Regions from separate parts of the Mus musculus genome. Here region 1 is linked to region 2. Evidence: chromatin contacts called from public HiChIP or PLAC-seq data. All regions are on one chromosome and are shown on one strand. The core of a region is the stretch at or near the end of the contact, and the rest is flanking DNA. Distances in the headings are between cores, read along the strand shown.

The links. HiChIP or PLAC-seq counts read pairs in DNA pulled down with a chosen protein or histone mark.
Region 1: an H3K4me3 HiChIP or PLAC-seq map of embryonic limb bud shows a contact between it and region 2, with 2.6 times the contacts expected there. The contact joins the promoter of Rpl29 here to the enhancer-like site in region 2. A contact is called at or near these places in 12 of 39 promoter capture datasets (the C10 cell line, the HPC-7 cell line, cranial neural crest and 8 more), 1 of 15 datasets of contacts at CTCF or cohesin (large pre-B cells), 15 of 484 Hi-C or Micro-C datasets (the 3T3-L1 cell line, the AML12 cell line, B cells and 9 more), 29 of 115 datasets of contacts at active chromatin or transcription factors (the 230-238 cell line, CD4 single positive thymocytes, the HPC-7 cell line and 20 more) and 3 of 9 other capture datasets (adipose tissue, liver and pancreatic islet).

Annotation. Positions count from the first base shown.
Region 1 is chr9:106,426,384-106,433,323 of GRCm38.p6, forward strand. It overlaps Rpl29 (ribosomal protein L29), which reads left to right and starts at 3,028. Exons shown (of 3, transcript NM_001324534.1): 1 at 3,028-3,631; 2 at 3,925-3,989; 3 at 4,686-5,185. The coding sequence starts at 3,595. The coding sequence ends at 5,066. Acy1 (aminoacylase 1) reads right to left here. Exons shown (of 15, transcript NM_025371.3): 15 at 6,598-6,862. The coding sequence ends at 6,698.
Region 2 is chr9:106,324,560-106,331,560 of GRCm38.p6, forward strand. It overlaps Poc1a (POC1 centriolar protein A), which reads left to right. Exons shown (of 11, transcript NM_027354.2): 10 at 5,314-5,457. Among named protein-coding and RNA genes, the nearest start is that of Dusp7, 41 kb to the right of the region's middle. Within about 2 kb of position 3,987, at least 64 of the 459 cell types and tissues checked have an H3K27ac peak or open chromatin away from gene starts, as enhancers often do. A contact at or near this core is called in the AML12 cell line, embryonic limb bud and neural stem cells, where this site is marked.

The DNA of each region.
Region 1 (6,940 bases), core at 1,778-4,277, 100 kb after region 2:
GAGTTCCTGGGAAGCACCCACCGCTTACCTGATTTAGACCTCTTCCTCTCTGTCTGCCTCCGAGATTGACTTTAGGGCCTCCTGCATATTAGACAAACATGTACCATGCTACCACACAGTATATTACCACCATAACCTGTCCAGTCTTTTTTTAATTTATTTATTTATTTATTTATTTATTTATTTATTTATTTTGGTTTTTCAAGACAGGGTTTCTCTGTGTAGTCCTGGCTGTCCTGGAACTCACTTTGTAGACCAGGCTGGTCTTGACCTCAGAAATCCACCTGCCTCTGCCTCCCAAGTGCTGGGATTAAAGGCGTGTGCCACCACGCCCAGCGAGTCTTTAATTTTTTTAACTTTATTTTTTGTTTAATTAATTAATTTTTGTTTTTTTGAGATAGGGTTTCTCTGTGTAACCAGCCCTGGCTGTCCTGAACTTGATTTGTAGACCAGGTTGTCCTTGATCTCACCTGTCTCTGCCTCTCTAGTGCTGGGATTAAAGGTGTCCAACACTCCTGGCTTTTAAATTCTTTTTTTTTTTTTTGAGCAGACAATAACTTTATTGGATACAATTATTAAAAAGAAAAATGGGGGGCTGCAGAGATGGCTCAGCGGTTAAGAGCACTGACTGCTCTTCCAAAGGTCCTGAGTTCAATTCCCAGCAACCACATGGTGGCTCACAACCATCCATAATGAGATCTGACGCCCTCTTCACAAAGTACTTACATGTAATAATAAATAAATCTTAAAAAAAAAAAAAAGAAAAACAAAGCTGGGCAGTCGGGGTGCACGCCTTTAATCCCACCACTTGGGAGGCAGAGGCAGGAGGATTTCTGAGTTCGAGGCCAGTCTGGTCTACAGAGTGAGTTCCAGGACAGCCAGCAGTGCTATACAGAGAAACCCTGTCTCAAAAAACCAAAAACCAGAAACCAGAAAAGCTAAAGGTAACTATGGTCTGTAGGTGTTGATGCAGCTCTAAAGTGGTAGCTGTGTGCACGAATACATGTTTCTTTAAAAGGCTGCAGCGTGTCAGACTTAGTTTATTGTCGATGGAACATTCAGCCTGATTTAGTTGTCAGTTCTGTCTATTTACAACAGAAAAGGCAGATGTGTTCTTCCCATTTACCTCTGTGCTTTTTCTATGGAACCAGCTGCCGAGGTTTTCTCTGTGTAGCCCTGGCTGTCCTGGGACACACTCTGTAGACCAGGCTGGCCTCGAACTCAGAAATCCCCCTGCCTTTGCCTCCCAAGTGCTGGGATTAAAGGCATGTACCACCACTGCCCAGCGGCTTTTAAATTCTTAAAAATCACTATTTTTATGAGCCTGTATATGGGTGTTTAAGGCAGAGGACAACTGTCAGGAGTCTATCCTGTCCTTCCACAATTGGATCCGGGGTTTGAATTCATGTTTGAGCTACAATCATTCTTACCCACTGAACTATCTGCCCAGCACACTGTTTTTGCTGTTAGAGACAGGGTGTCACCCTGCCTGGCCTAGTCCTAGCTTTGTAGCTTAAGATGATCTTGAGTCCCTGATTCTCCTGCTTCTGTATAAAACTTAGGCCCTATACACTGAGTGGGTGGTGTGAGCTACCATGCCTTTCTGGAGATAGGGTCTTTCTACATAACCCTGGCTGTCCTAGAACTCACTACATAAACTAAAATCACAGAGGCTTGCCTGCCTCTGCCTCGTGAGTGCTGGGATATCCTGACATTATAAAAGTTTTTTGGAGCTGGGCAGTGGTGGTACACGCCTTTAATCCCAGCACTTGGGAGGCAGAGGCAGGGGGATTTCTGAGTTTGCGGCCAGCCTGGTCTACAGAGTGAGTCCCAGGACAATCAGGGCTACACAGAGAAAAACCCTATCTTGAAACAACAACAAAAAAAGCTTTTCGGAGACAAGGTCTACCTGAATTACTCAGGCATCTCAGACTTACAATTCTTCAGCCAGTAGCTGTGATTACAGGCCTGTTTTCACCTCTCTAGCATCATCTCACATCTAATATATGTGAAAAGAAACCACGAGGGCTGGTGAGATGGCTCAGCAGGTAAGAGCACCCAACTGGGGCTGGTGAGATGGCTCAGCAGGTAAGAGCACCCGACTGCTCTTCCGAAGGTCCAGAGTTCAAATCCCAGCAACCACATGGTGGCTCACAACCATCTGTAACAAGATCTGACGCCCTCTTCTGGAGTGTCTGAAGACAGCTACAGTGTACTTACATATAATAAACAAATAAATAAATAAATAAATAAATAAATAAATAAATAAATAAATAAATCTTAAAAAAAAAAGAGCACCCAACTGCTCTTCCGAAGGTCCTGAGTTCAAATCCTAGCAACCACATGATGGCTCACAATCATCCGTAAGGAGATCTGACTCCCTCTTCTGGAGTGTCTGAAGACAACAACACTGTACTTACATATAATAAATAAATAAATCTTAAAAAAAAAAAAAAAAAGAAACCACGAAACTGCCACTCTGGGGAACCAGCCCAGGCTGTTGGAGTAGACTTGGACTATCGTTGCCGCTTTTCTCTCTCTAATTTTCGGCACCCTAAATCCAGTCTATTCTTTTCCCTAGTACATTCTTCACTGTCTTCAGGCAGCCAGCGCCCTTGTGTGGCAGTCTGCATGAGTCTCATAGCTCTTCTCCTCTCCTCTGCCCTCTCCAGTGCATTCCACACAGGAGCCCGGTGAGCTGTTTAAGAACACAGATTCTTCGCTCCATTAACATTCATCCCTCAAAGGCCCCCTCGGCTTTCAGAGTCTTTGGAAGTCTAGCCCAAGAGCAAAGTAGGCACTGGAGGAAGAGAAGGAAGCAAACACGGGCTGGCCGCCGTCGTGGTCCATGCTAACACCACGCTCTTAACCCCAGTAGCAAAAGCCTGCTGTTGGAGGATGAACAGTTATAACCCAGTCTAGGCTACACAGCAAGAAAGACCCGCTCAAAAAATAGCGGGGAGGGGTTAAGCAAAGAAAGAAATCTGTGACGCTAAGAGGGCGTGGCCAGGCTCTAACCCCTCCCCTTTCTAGGCTTCAACTCTTTCCGGCCTTGGAACCTTTTTTCTCCGCCAGCAGTGAGGGAAGCTTTTCCGTTGGACTTTCCGGCGGTGTCGGCCCTATTTCCCGTGCTGCACTGCGGGCCTTTCTCTTTCTCTTCCGGTCTCCGGCGCTGCGGGAGCCGCGGGTTACCGTGAGTGTTGGCCTTACGGCATCCGATGACATCCGTGACTACAGGGCGGCGGCGGGTCGCGAGGCAGGCGACACGGGTGGCAGGAAGGACAGGGCGGGCAGCTGCTTGGCTATGGGGCATCGAGATTGCCGGGCGGGGGTGGTTCCCGGTCGTCCTCAAGGAACGGATGGCGGGGAAAGCCGCCCCGGGGCCGGCAAGCTCAGTCTCAGGACCGACCTCCTTGCTCGCGTTTGAGAGGTGGGGTCGCGTTTTGTGAGTGTTGCCAGGCTGGCGGGTGTCGTAAATCGGAAGCGTCTGCTGCAGCCTCTGGTTTCTTCATGTTACCCCAGCTCAGGGCGGCAGAGGTGTGCCGGTCTGGGGAAGCCCAGAACTGATCTCGTGGCTTTCTTGCAGGTGCAGACATGGCCAAGTCCAAGAACCACACCACACACAACCAGTGTAAGTTCCTTGGGCTCCGGCTGGCGACTGTACCCCAGCGAGGATTGGGTTAGGGTTGCTAGATCAGAGCTGGAGGGAGGGCAGGTCACCCTTCAGGTGAGCCTTGAAGATGATTGTGTGTTTAGCTACTTTGGAGATTACAAATTTGGGAGCCAGGAATCCGCTTAAAAAGCCCATAGTGCTTTCCACCCATCCTTAGTGTATTCTCAAAAGACTGCCAACCATGATGTTAGGTGGTCTTATTGGAAGATACCTCATTTTTTTTTGACCTGTAAATATTTGTTACCCTACAGCCCGCAAATGGCACAGAAATGGCATCAAGAAACCCCGGTCGCAAAGATACGAATCTCTTAAGGGGGTGAGTGATGACAGTGGGTCATAAACTATCCCTTGGCTCCAGGTCTACAGGGTAGGGCCTCTTGTAAGTCATGTCTCCTCCACCACCAGCGTGTGTGTTTCGAGCTAGGATTTCTCTGTGTAGTCCTGGTTGTTCTAGAACTCACTATGTAGACCAGGCTGGCTTCGAACTCTGAGCTCTAGGGATTGTGTTGCCTAGCTTCTCCTTGTCTCCCATGTCAGACTCAACAGAAAAGCCTTCCTTGACCTTCCCAGCCCCTGGTGTAATCTCCTGAGAACAGAACTGCTTCTCTTGCTCCGTGGAGCCTTGAGGGAGGGAGGGAGTCGTTCTGTATATTGGGTACCTCATGGTCTGCGTCTAAACGCAACTCTAGTTCTGTACATTTGATTGCACCCAGATAATAGACTGGGGATAACTGAGGCTGTACTAGGTCTGTTTGCTGCCTGCAACCACGCTCTCTGATGTGAATCTGATGGACTAGGCTTGGTATCTGACACTCAGCTGAGGTGGGGGGGTGCCCCTAGACAAGTCTCAGGAAACAGCTAGGTTTCCAGAAGTTCACACCCACACCCTCCAACCTTTTTGTGGTTAAGGTTAACTTACTGTTGTTTTTACAGTAACATATTTGTGACCAGGGACTTAAGGAAGTGAACCGGGCCTGTTATATGCTACCTCATACACCTTTTCTGTTCCCAGGTTGACCCCAAGTTCCTGAGGAACATGCGCTTTGCCAAGAAGCACAACAAGAAAGGCCTGAAGAAGATGCAGGCCAACAATGCAAAGGCAGTGAGTGCGCGCGCAGAGGCCATCAAGGCCCTGGTGAAGCCTCAGGCCATCAAGCCCAAGATGCCAAAAGGCCCCAAACTCAAGCGGCTGGCTTTCATCGCTCACCCCAAGCTTGGGAAGCGGATTCGAAGCTACATGGCCAAGGGTCAGAGGCTCTGCCAACCGAAGCCTAAGGTCCAAACCAAGGCAGGGGCCAAAGCTCCAGCTAAGGCCCAGGCTTCAGCTCCAGCTCAGGCTCCCAAAGGTGCTCAGGCCCCCAAAGGTGCCCAGGCCCCTGTGAAGGCCCCATAGAAAAGGCTCCTGCCAGTGTGAAGACAGACGGACTGCTGTGACACACCTCCCCACACACTATTTGCAGATGACCAGTGTCCTATGCTGTTCTTACAAATAAACTCAGGCAAGATCTGTTAGCTTGTGTCTGTTGTCATAGGTTGAGGGTGGAGTCGCTGCCCTCTGTGTGTGGGGCAAAAGTGCAGTCTTGGATGAAAGGGGTTGCAGCTATGGGAAAAATAGTCCTTTTAGGGATGGAAGGTTGGAGCCCTGAGGTGGGACCCTGGACTGTAAGAGAGGAGCTTAATGGTTGGCTGGGGGGGGGGGGTGAGGTATTAGCCTGCTCTGCTTGGTCAACTGAGGGGATGAAGGGTCCTGCTCTCCAGCCATGCTCTGGTCTGACAGGACTGCACCTGGCTAGGGGCCACTACTAGGTTATACTCGATCTGGGAAGGGAAGAGGACACCACTTTATTGTCCTGGTAGCATGCCATTGTTCTAGGTAGGGTACACACAGGCATATAGACCTTTAAAATCTTTCCCAGTGTTCTAGGTGGAGGTCAGGACAACTTGTGGACTGTCCTGGGGAATCAGGCTAGCTTGGCAAGTGAGCCCCTGCCAACTTCATGGCCTTGCATTGGCCCAGGCTGGCATTGAATCTTTTTTCTATGTTTGAGAGATGTATGGGTGTCATGATGGAGTGCAGGTTAGAGGACAGCTGGGATCGGGACTTGACTGGCCTCGACACTGGTAGTCTTCCTGGGTGCAAAGATTGCAGCAGTGAACCGCCATTCCCAGGGTCTGGTAAGGTCTTAGCATTCTGAGCAGCCAATAAATGACCGGTGTTTCTGGGCATTCTATAGAACAGTACAGGTTACCTTCAGGACTGGCCTTAGCCCAAGCCTGGGTCCTTTGGTTTCTCAAGGGGATGCCATAATGCCATGGGTTTAACCCATGATAGGGTGGCTCTGAGGTGGATGTTAGTGGTATTCTTGCTACACATGTATGAAAACTGATCACATGGCTAGGGAGGGCAAGAGGCAGCCTTGAGAAAAATAGTCCCTTAAGGGAGCTCTGATGAAGTGGGGAGCCATAGCTCTAGTGCAGAATGTTAGGGCCTTAGTGCAAGGTTCAATGTGTAGGCAGCGCAAAGCACCGGCCCCTTCCTGTGAGCTTTTGTCTACAACTAAGGTGTATATAAAGCTCTACCTTCCTTGTCTTGTGCCTAGGAAATTTAGCTCAGTATTCAGTTCCTGGAGCCCTGGAATTGATAGCACTGTTGGGAATGGCCTGGCCTATTTCTAGGAATCTGTGCACCACTTCTCCAGACCCTCAATATCCACTTGTGATGGGAGCAGTATTTGACCTTGCCGGTCAGGTCAGAAGTATGCTGGGTTTCTGACACAGGAGCTAGGGCCTCTGGCTGGGCACAGATGTGGTGTAGTACTACTGAATGAGGTGTCGTGCCAAGGTCTCCAAATCAGGCTCAGTTTTTCCATCTATGAAATGGAGATAAGTCCCCAGATAAATCTATTCCATGACTGTCCACAGTATTAAGAACATCCCATCCAATGCTGGCTTTATTACTGGGCAGGGGAAACAGATCCTTGGCAGTGGTAGGACTGAGAGTACAAGAGTTGGAAGCCCTGGGGCTCAGCTTTCACTAGGCAGGGTGGGCACACTAGCAAGTGCAGAGAGGAGGCCTGTATATATGTCAACCCCACGGAGAAATATATCCTCATGCAGCCGTTCATTATGGTCATGTAGCAGGACAGGTGTGCGGTTCATGGGCGAGAAGCCCAGAGCTGGGATCCCCACCTGCAGGGGTGATAAAACACTGTTAGGAGAAAGCCAACCTTCAGATCCCTGACTGCTCTGCCCTGCCCTGCCCTGCCC
Region 2 (7,001 bases), core at 2,737-5,236:
TTATTTATTTATTTTATGTATGTGAGTACACTGTCAATGTCTTCAGACACACCAGAAGAGGGCATTGGATCCCATTACAGACGGTAGTGAGCCACCATGTGGTTGCTGGGATTTGAACTCAGGACCTCTGGAAGAGCAGTCAGTGCTCTTAGCCACTGAGCCATCTCTCCAGTCCTGCTTCTGTTTTTCTTACAGTGTATGGCTAGAACATATAATGGGTATAATACAAAGCTTATACTAGTATAAGCTTTTAAGTAACTGTACGACTGCCGTGGGCCCCCGTGCTAGTCTTACTCAGTACAGGGATCAGACCAAGGGCCTTATGTGTGCTAGGGAAGCACACTGAGCTGTGTCCCTAACCTTAGCCCTTTTGGAGGCTGACAGGACAGTTCTTTCTTCCTTTCTTTCTTCCTTTCTTTTAAAAATGTATGTGTATGATGTGTTTCCTAATTGTCTATATATGCCTTGTGCCCAAGGGGATCAGAAGAGGGTGTCAAATCCCCTGGAACTAGAGTTAACAGTGGTTGTAAGGAGCTGGAGAGATGGCTCAGTGGTTAAGAGTACTGACTGCTCTTCCAAAGGTCCTGAGTTCAAATCCCAGCAACCACATGGTGGCTCACAACCATCTGTAATGAGATCTGACTCCCTCTTCTGGGGTGTCTGAAGACAGCTACAGTTTACACACATATAATAAATAAATACATCTTTGAAAAAAATAAAAAAAAGAGTAGTTGTAAGCCACACTGCACGGTGTTAGGTACAGAGCCCAGATTCTCTGGAAGGGAAAAAAAGCTTGGCTCTTTCAGGTTATTCCCCTTTTTCTTCTTAGGGGAGGATTGCTGCTTTTCCCCAACTCCCAGTATCCTAGGCCCTTTGTATAGTCAGCCAACCTAGAGACCAGCCAGGAAATCGACCCAGAGTGATTTCTCTGACAGCAAAGACCTACAGGCGGTTCAGGTTTGTATTTAATGAGATTTCATGGGTTGATGCCTTGTGTGCCTGAGATAGTGATTTTAATACATCCCTGCTGTGTATGAAGGGTGGAGCCCATGGTGGCATATGACAGGGAGCTGGCAGAAGGAAAGACATCCTTTAAACATGCTGGCAGAGCCTAGAATCCTACTCCAGGGTGGCCTGAGAAGAGACCCCTACAGGTCCCAAGGGAGTCTCCACATGTTTCTTGTGGGTTTGGTACTAAAATAACAATTGATGTAAATGGCGTAGTGTGGAACTGTACCTGTGGACTGACGTTGGTAGGGAGTTTACTTAGGGTGCACTGTGTTATTAGTTTCTTTTCCCCTGCTGTGGGAAAGTACCTAGCAGAAGAAGGGAAGGAAGGAAGGTTTATTTCAGCTCCCAGTTTGAGAGGATGCAGTTCGTGCTGCTGGAAAGGCATGGTGGCAGAACATGAACTAGTGGCCGCAAGCCAGGAAGCAGAAAGAGATGGATGCTGGAGTTCCGTTCAGTTCTTCTCTTTTACTCAGCCTGGGACCACGGCCTGTGGGATGTTGAAAACACCTGACGGTCAGGACCAAAGGTGTGTGCCCCGATGACTCCAAGAATAAGTATCCCACCGGAGAACCACTGTGGCCCCTAGGATGCTTCATGTTAAACTGCTGTGATCTTCGCTCTTCTGCACTGCTATTGCATCTGCAATTCCATTACTAGGGCTCTACTACCTTGGCACTTAGCTTTCCTGTGTCTGCTTTTGTGCTTATTCACAGGGCTTCTCAGGGAATGCTACAGCTCTTGAATGCTGGAGTGCAGGTGAGCGACGGCAGGGCTGTGGGGGCGGGGCTGTGGCCCTTTGCTGCAGTGCAGATGGTGAAGAGGTCTTGTCACAGGAATCTCACTGCTCCTGTGGGTTGGGCCCATCCAGACATCAAGTGTTTGTGGAGGGCCTCTGTTCTCACCTGGGCAGACATTCCAGGATAGACAGGGAGGGCGGTGATGGCAGAAACGGATCGGCTCAGAGGAGCTGCTGGCCTCCACAAAGACACTAAGGAGAAAGTGCGCAACCAAGTCCAGCTGCAGCCACTTGACCTGTCACCTGCCACAGACCGCCTGATAGCCAGGGATTTGTGCTTTGAGGTTAGATCCCAGCAGAGTGATTTTGAGCAAGTACATAACATATCAGGGTGATCTTTCCTGAGAGAACATTTAGACTGAAAAATAATAAAGCCATCCCTACCGTGAAGGAGGCTCGAGGAGTTAGTGAGGTGACGTTAGATCAGGGCGCACAGTAGATGGCAGGTAAACATCACTGGCCAGCCTCAGTGTGGTGATTCTGGGCTTTGTTCTTTTGAGACAGGATGGCCCAGACCATGGCCTAAGTTCACTTGGAGTCCCAGGCTGGCCTCACATTTGTGATCCTCCTGCCTCAGCTTCCCGAGGGCTGGGGTTACAGGGACCATGCACAGCTTCCAGAAACCCCAGCACCTTCTTAATTGTTTTCCTTTTGTTTTCTTATTACATTTTTTTTCTTTTTTTTAATTAATCCTACCACCCGGGAAGCTGAGTTCAAGGCTGGACTGGTCTATAAAATGAATTCTAGTACAGCCAAGGCTACACAGGAAACCCTATCTCAAAAAACTATACACACACATACACACACACACACACACACACACACACACACACACACACACACACACACAGTTTGTTTAAATTGAGTGTGTATGAGTGCACCAGTCTGTGTGTAGTGTCTCGTGTGCATGGAGGACAGAGGACAGCGTGTTAGTTTTTTCCTTCTGCCATGGGTTTGGGACTGAGCTCAGTAAGCACGGGTCCTCATCCTGCCATCCCATATGTCTCCACATGTAGCCCAGGCTACCCTGGAAGTCACAGCCCTCTTGGCTTAGCCTCCACCTGCCAGGATTTGCATGTCTTTCCTCAGTTTCCTTTGTTGTGGCATGAAGACAGCCCAGACCCATGGTATCCATGGGAACACATAAATCCCCTGGAGCCACTTCTCCAGCTCGGAGCACCACAGCTCCAGTCTTTGCTGCTCCCTTGGATCTGCTCAGCTTTGGCACAGACGGAGATTGCTAAAGTTGGCGCTCACTCCCCACCCCCACCTCATCATCCCCTGTTTCCAGAAGCTCAGCTCAGCACTGGCAGCTTCCGGGCTGCTCTGCAGAAACACTCAGAATTGCCATCCCTCCTTTCTGGGCAGCAGGCAGCAGGCAGCAGGCAGCACCAGCCTGGCCATCCTCAGGAAGATGCCTGCTGTCGGGACAGGATGCCTCTAACCTTCTCTCAGTAGTCTGTTCTGGTGGGTCCACAGTTCTCCTGCCTTGAGGAAGAGTGTGTCTGTCTGAAAGGAGTGGGCAGGGGCACAAGGCTTGATGGTGACTTCAGGTGAGCTCATCTAACTTACTGACCCCATTTTACAGATGAGAAGGTAGAGGTACTAGCTAGAGTGATAGAGTCAAGGCCTCTCCTCACCTGTGACAGAACCACCTGAGCCTGGAGCGCACTGTGCTGAGTCCAAGCTGTCTTGGCAAGGCTGGCAGGCTTCTGAAGTGTTTCCTTATGGAATGGGCTTCTGGGTACATTGATTCCAGGACTGGAAGAGCCCTGGTCCTGATAGCCAAGAGCTTAGGAAATGTCCACATCACACAGCAGGCATGTCAACAGTAGGCATGTGGTCACGACACCAGTCTCCTCAAGAATGTCCCTTTGGCTCACGTCTCACACTCAAGTTCTTTGGCCACCAGAGCTGGCATTTTTCAAGTTCGCATCAATATGTCCTTGAGAGTTTGTGGTTTATAAGATCAGAACTCTTTCCTGATAAAGAGAAATATTCAGGTAGATTCCACATGCTGACCTGTCATGCATTCCTTTGTCACGTGAGCCCTCTCCTGCGTCCATTCTTTCCAAGGACTATGATGTAATCCTGGTGAGCATGCCCAGGCCAGGTCATCCCCACAGCTGGGTTGACACTGAGGGGAGATGTAAACAGCCAGCTGATGACGGGTCTGCAGGCATCCCAGCGCTGTCAGGGCTGGGTGCTATCCTAGCTGAGTCCCAGTTGTCCCCAGTATACTCCACTGCCTGTGGCTCTGGGAGGTGGGCAGCTTCTGGGTGCAGTAGGCTTAGCTCTGTGGTACAAGGGTGGTCCACAAGTATGAGGAAAGGCGTGACAAGCACAGCCCACACGGGAGCCCCCTGAACAGGCAGCACCAATTCCTCTGCCTCTGTGTTCTGAAGATGACGTAGCTAGAGGAACAGGGCGGGAAGGAGGAGGCTCAGGTGTTCAGGGGCAGAGGAGCTCCTGCTGGGGAGGACAGGTACTTTTAGCAGAGTGAGAGGGTAGGCAAAGCATCCATAGGGAGAATACTGTGTGAGTGCCAGGGCACAAGCAGGAGAGGGTGTAGACGGAGGTGGATTGGATTGGACAGAGCCCAGGGGTGACATGGTACCTCTGGAGTGTCCACTAGACACGTGTGGGTCATCAAAGCTTGGGGACTGACCCAGAGCATGGGCCACTATTGCATAGTTGATCTAGCAGGATTAAGACTGTGGCATCTGCTGAGGCTGCCTCTTGACCCCATGCTGTGCTCAGGGAATAGTGCTCCATACATGCAGGCTGCTTCCTGGGACAGGAGAAGCCTTCATTCAAGTACAGAGAGGGGCTCTACTTTTATGATTTGGGAGTTTAGTCACTCTTCAAGTCATAAAAACCCAAGGGCCTCCCATTCCTGGAGTCCTGTTTGAAGCAAGCCAGCTGTGGCTGTCCTGTGGATTCTGGCTCCTGCCAGCCATCTGGGCACAAGAGTCACATAGAGATCTTTGTTTTTCCAGGGGATCTGGGGCAGGGCAGGGGTTGGAACATTCCCTCTAATTTCTGGACCACAGCTGCTGGGCCGTTGGGAGGGCAGAGTTGAAATCAAGCTGTCTGGGAGAAGAGGGGCTTCAGGGCCTTGCAGCCTTCATGTCTCTGGCTTCTCCACAAAGCATCCTGCTTGGTGCCTGAGAGTGAAGAGTTGTGAGCTGGACCAGCCTCCCTGAGGACCTCTGAGACCTGAGAGTGCTTGGAGCACCCAGGGCTCCACCTGCCCTGTGCTCAGGCCCCATCTAGTATGGACTGCTGGGCACTCAACTCCACTTCTCCCCAGTCTCTGCCATGAAAGATGGGCATGTGGACCTTGGTGTGTGGAAGGGGTGCGTATCCTGTCCCTGCTGTTCCTGCTGACATAGAAGCCATTTCCTCGGCCCTCCTGGCTTCTCAGATAATCCTCTAGAGATGGTCCTCTTCTTGTTTCCTCAACTACTAAATAGACTGAGGGCCTGGTCTCTTTCTGTCTTTAGCCAAAAATGGATTTGCCTGTCCCACCAGGCAGAGACAGGAGTCTGGAGTCAGTTCAAGGCGAGCCCCAGGAGTCCATCAGCATGCCTCAGACACTGACCAGCACCCTGGAGCACATCGTGGGCCAGCTGGACATCCTCACGCAGGTAGGGCCTGATGGGCTACACCTCTCGTCTGCATGGCTGTCTTGCTTGGCTTGATGTTGGTTGGCTGGTATTGAGTTTTCATACCAATGAGCCAGGATCACCTTGGTTGGCCTAGGCTGACCTTGAACTGGAGACCCCCTTACTCCAGCCTCACTCAGTATTGCTGTCAGAGGTGTGTGTCTGTCACCATCCCTAGCAACTGCTAAGTTTTTAAAGGCAAGCTCAGAGTGCCTTTGTGTTCCTCATGGACCATGTCCTTCACTGGATCAAAGGCATGGTGCCTGTCTTGTTATGATTTCTGTTGCTGTGATGAAACACTATGACCAAAAACAAAAACAAGTTGGGGGAAAAGGATTTATTTGGCTTATGCTTCCTCTAATGACAAACTAGAAAGTGGAAGTCAGGATAGGAACTTAAAACAGGGCAGGAGAGCCGGGTGTGGTGGTGCACGCCTTTAATCCCAGCACTCAGGAGGCAGAGGCAGGCGGATTTCTGAATTTGAAGCCAGCCTGGTCTACAGAGTGAGTTCCAGGACAGCCAGGGCTACACAGAGAAACCCTGTCTCAAAAAACCAAATAATAAAACAAAACAAACAAACAAACAAACAAACAAAAACCCAGGACAGGAACCTGAAAGCAGGAGCTGATGCAGAGGACATGGAGGGATGCTGCTTACTGGCTTGCTCAGCCTGCTTTCTTAAAGAATCCAGGACCACCAGCCTGGCTCCTCCCATGGTGGGCTGCTCCCTCCCTCCCTCATCAATCACTAAGCAAATGCCCTGGAGGTTACCAGCAGCCGGATCTTATGAAAGCGTTTTCTTAACTCAGGTTCCCTCTTCCCAGATTACTGTACGTGTGTCAAGTTGACATAGAAGCAGCCAGCACAGCGCTTACACCTTTGGTTTTAGCACCGGGGAAGCAGAGGAAGTGGGTGTTTGTGAGTTTGAGGCCAGCCTGGTCTATAATTAGTCTTCAGGCTGCTCTTAATAAGTTCTAGGCTGACCAAGGTTACATAGTATCTTAGAAAAGAAAGAGAGAGGGAGGGAGGGAGGGAGGGAGGGAGGGAGGGAGGGAGGGAGGGAGGGAGGGAGGGAGGGAGGGAGGAACAAACGAACGAACGAAGGTTGGTTTCTGTGAGTATAAAAGGGGGTGTGGGGGCCAGAATGGATCTGTTTTCCAGCTGACATTAATGAACTATCAGTGTCTTCCCTGGGATTCTGACTTTATCAAAAGCTATGGAAGCCCCAGCCACTAGACTCCAAAATCACCACACAAGTCCCTGCCAGAGTTTGCCTGCCCTGGTATGGCTGGGTCACAACAGTGCTTTGAGTGGAATACTGTCCATTCATGCTGTTCTCACCTGGCGGGAACTAGAGCCTGGGAGCTGGACTCTCTGCAAGCCTGGCTTTGACCTCAGTGCCATCTGTGCTTTGCCCAGCTGCCTGTGGGATGGCCCCTTTAGTGCTTTAAACTCCGGTGCCCTGACTGATGCACAGGAGGTCGGGGCGCTGACCTTTGCTGTCTTGGTAAGGGTTAGGGGATTTG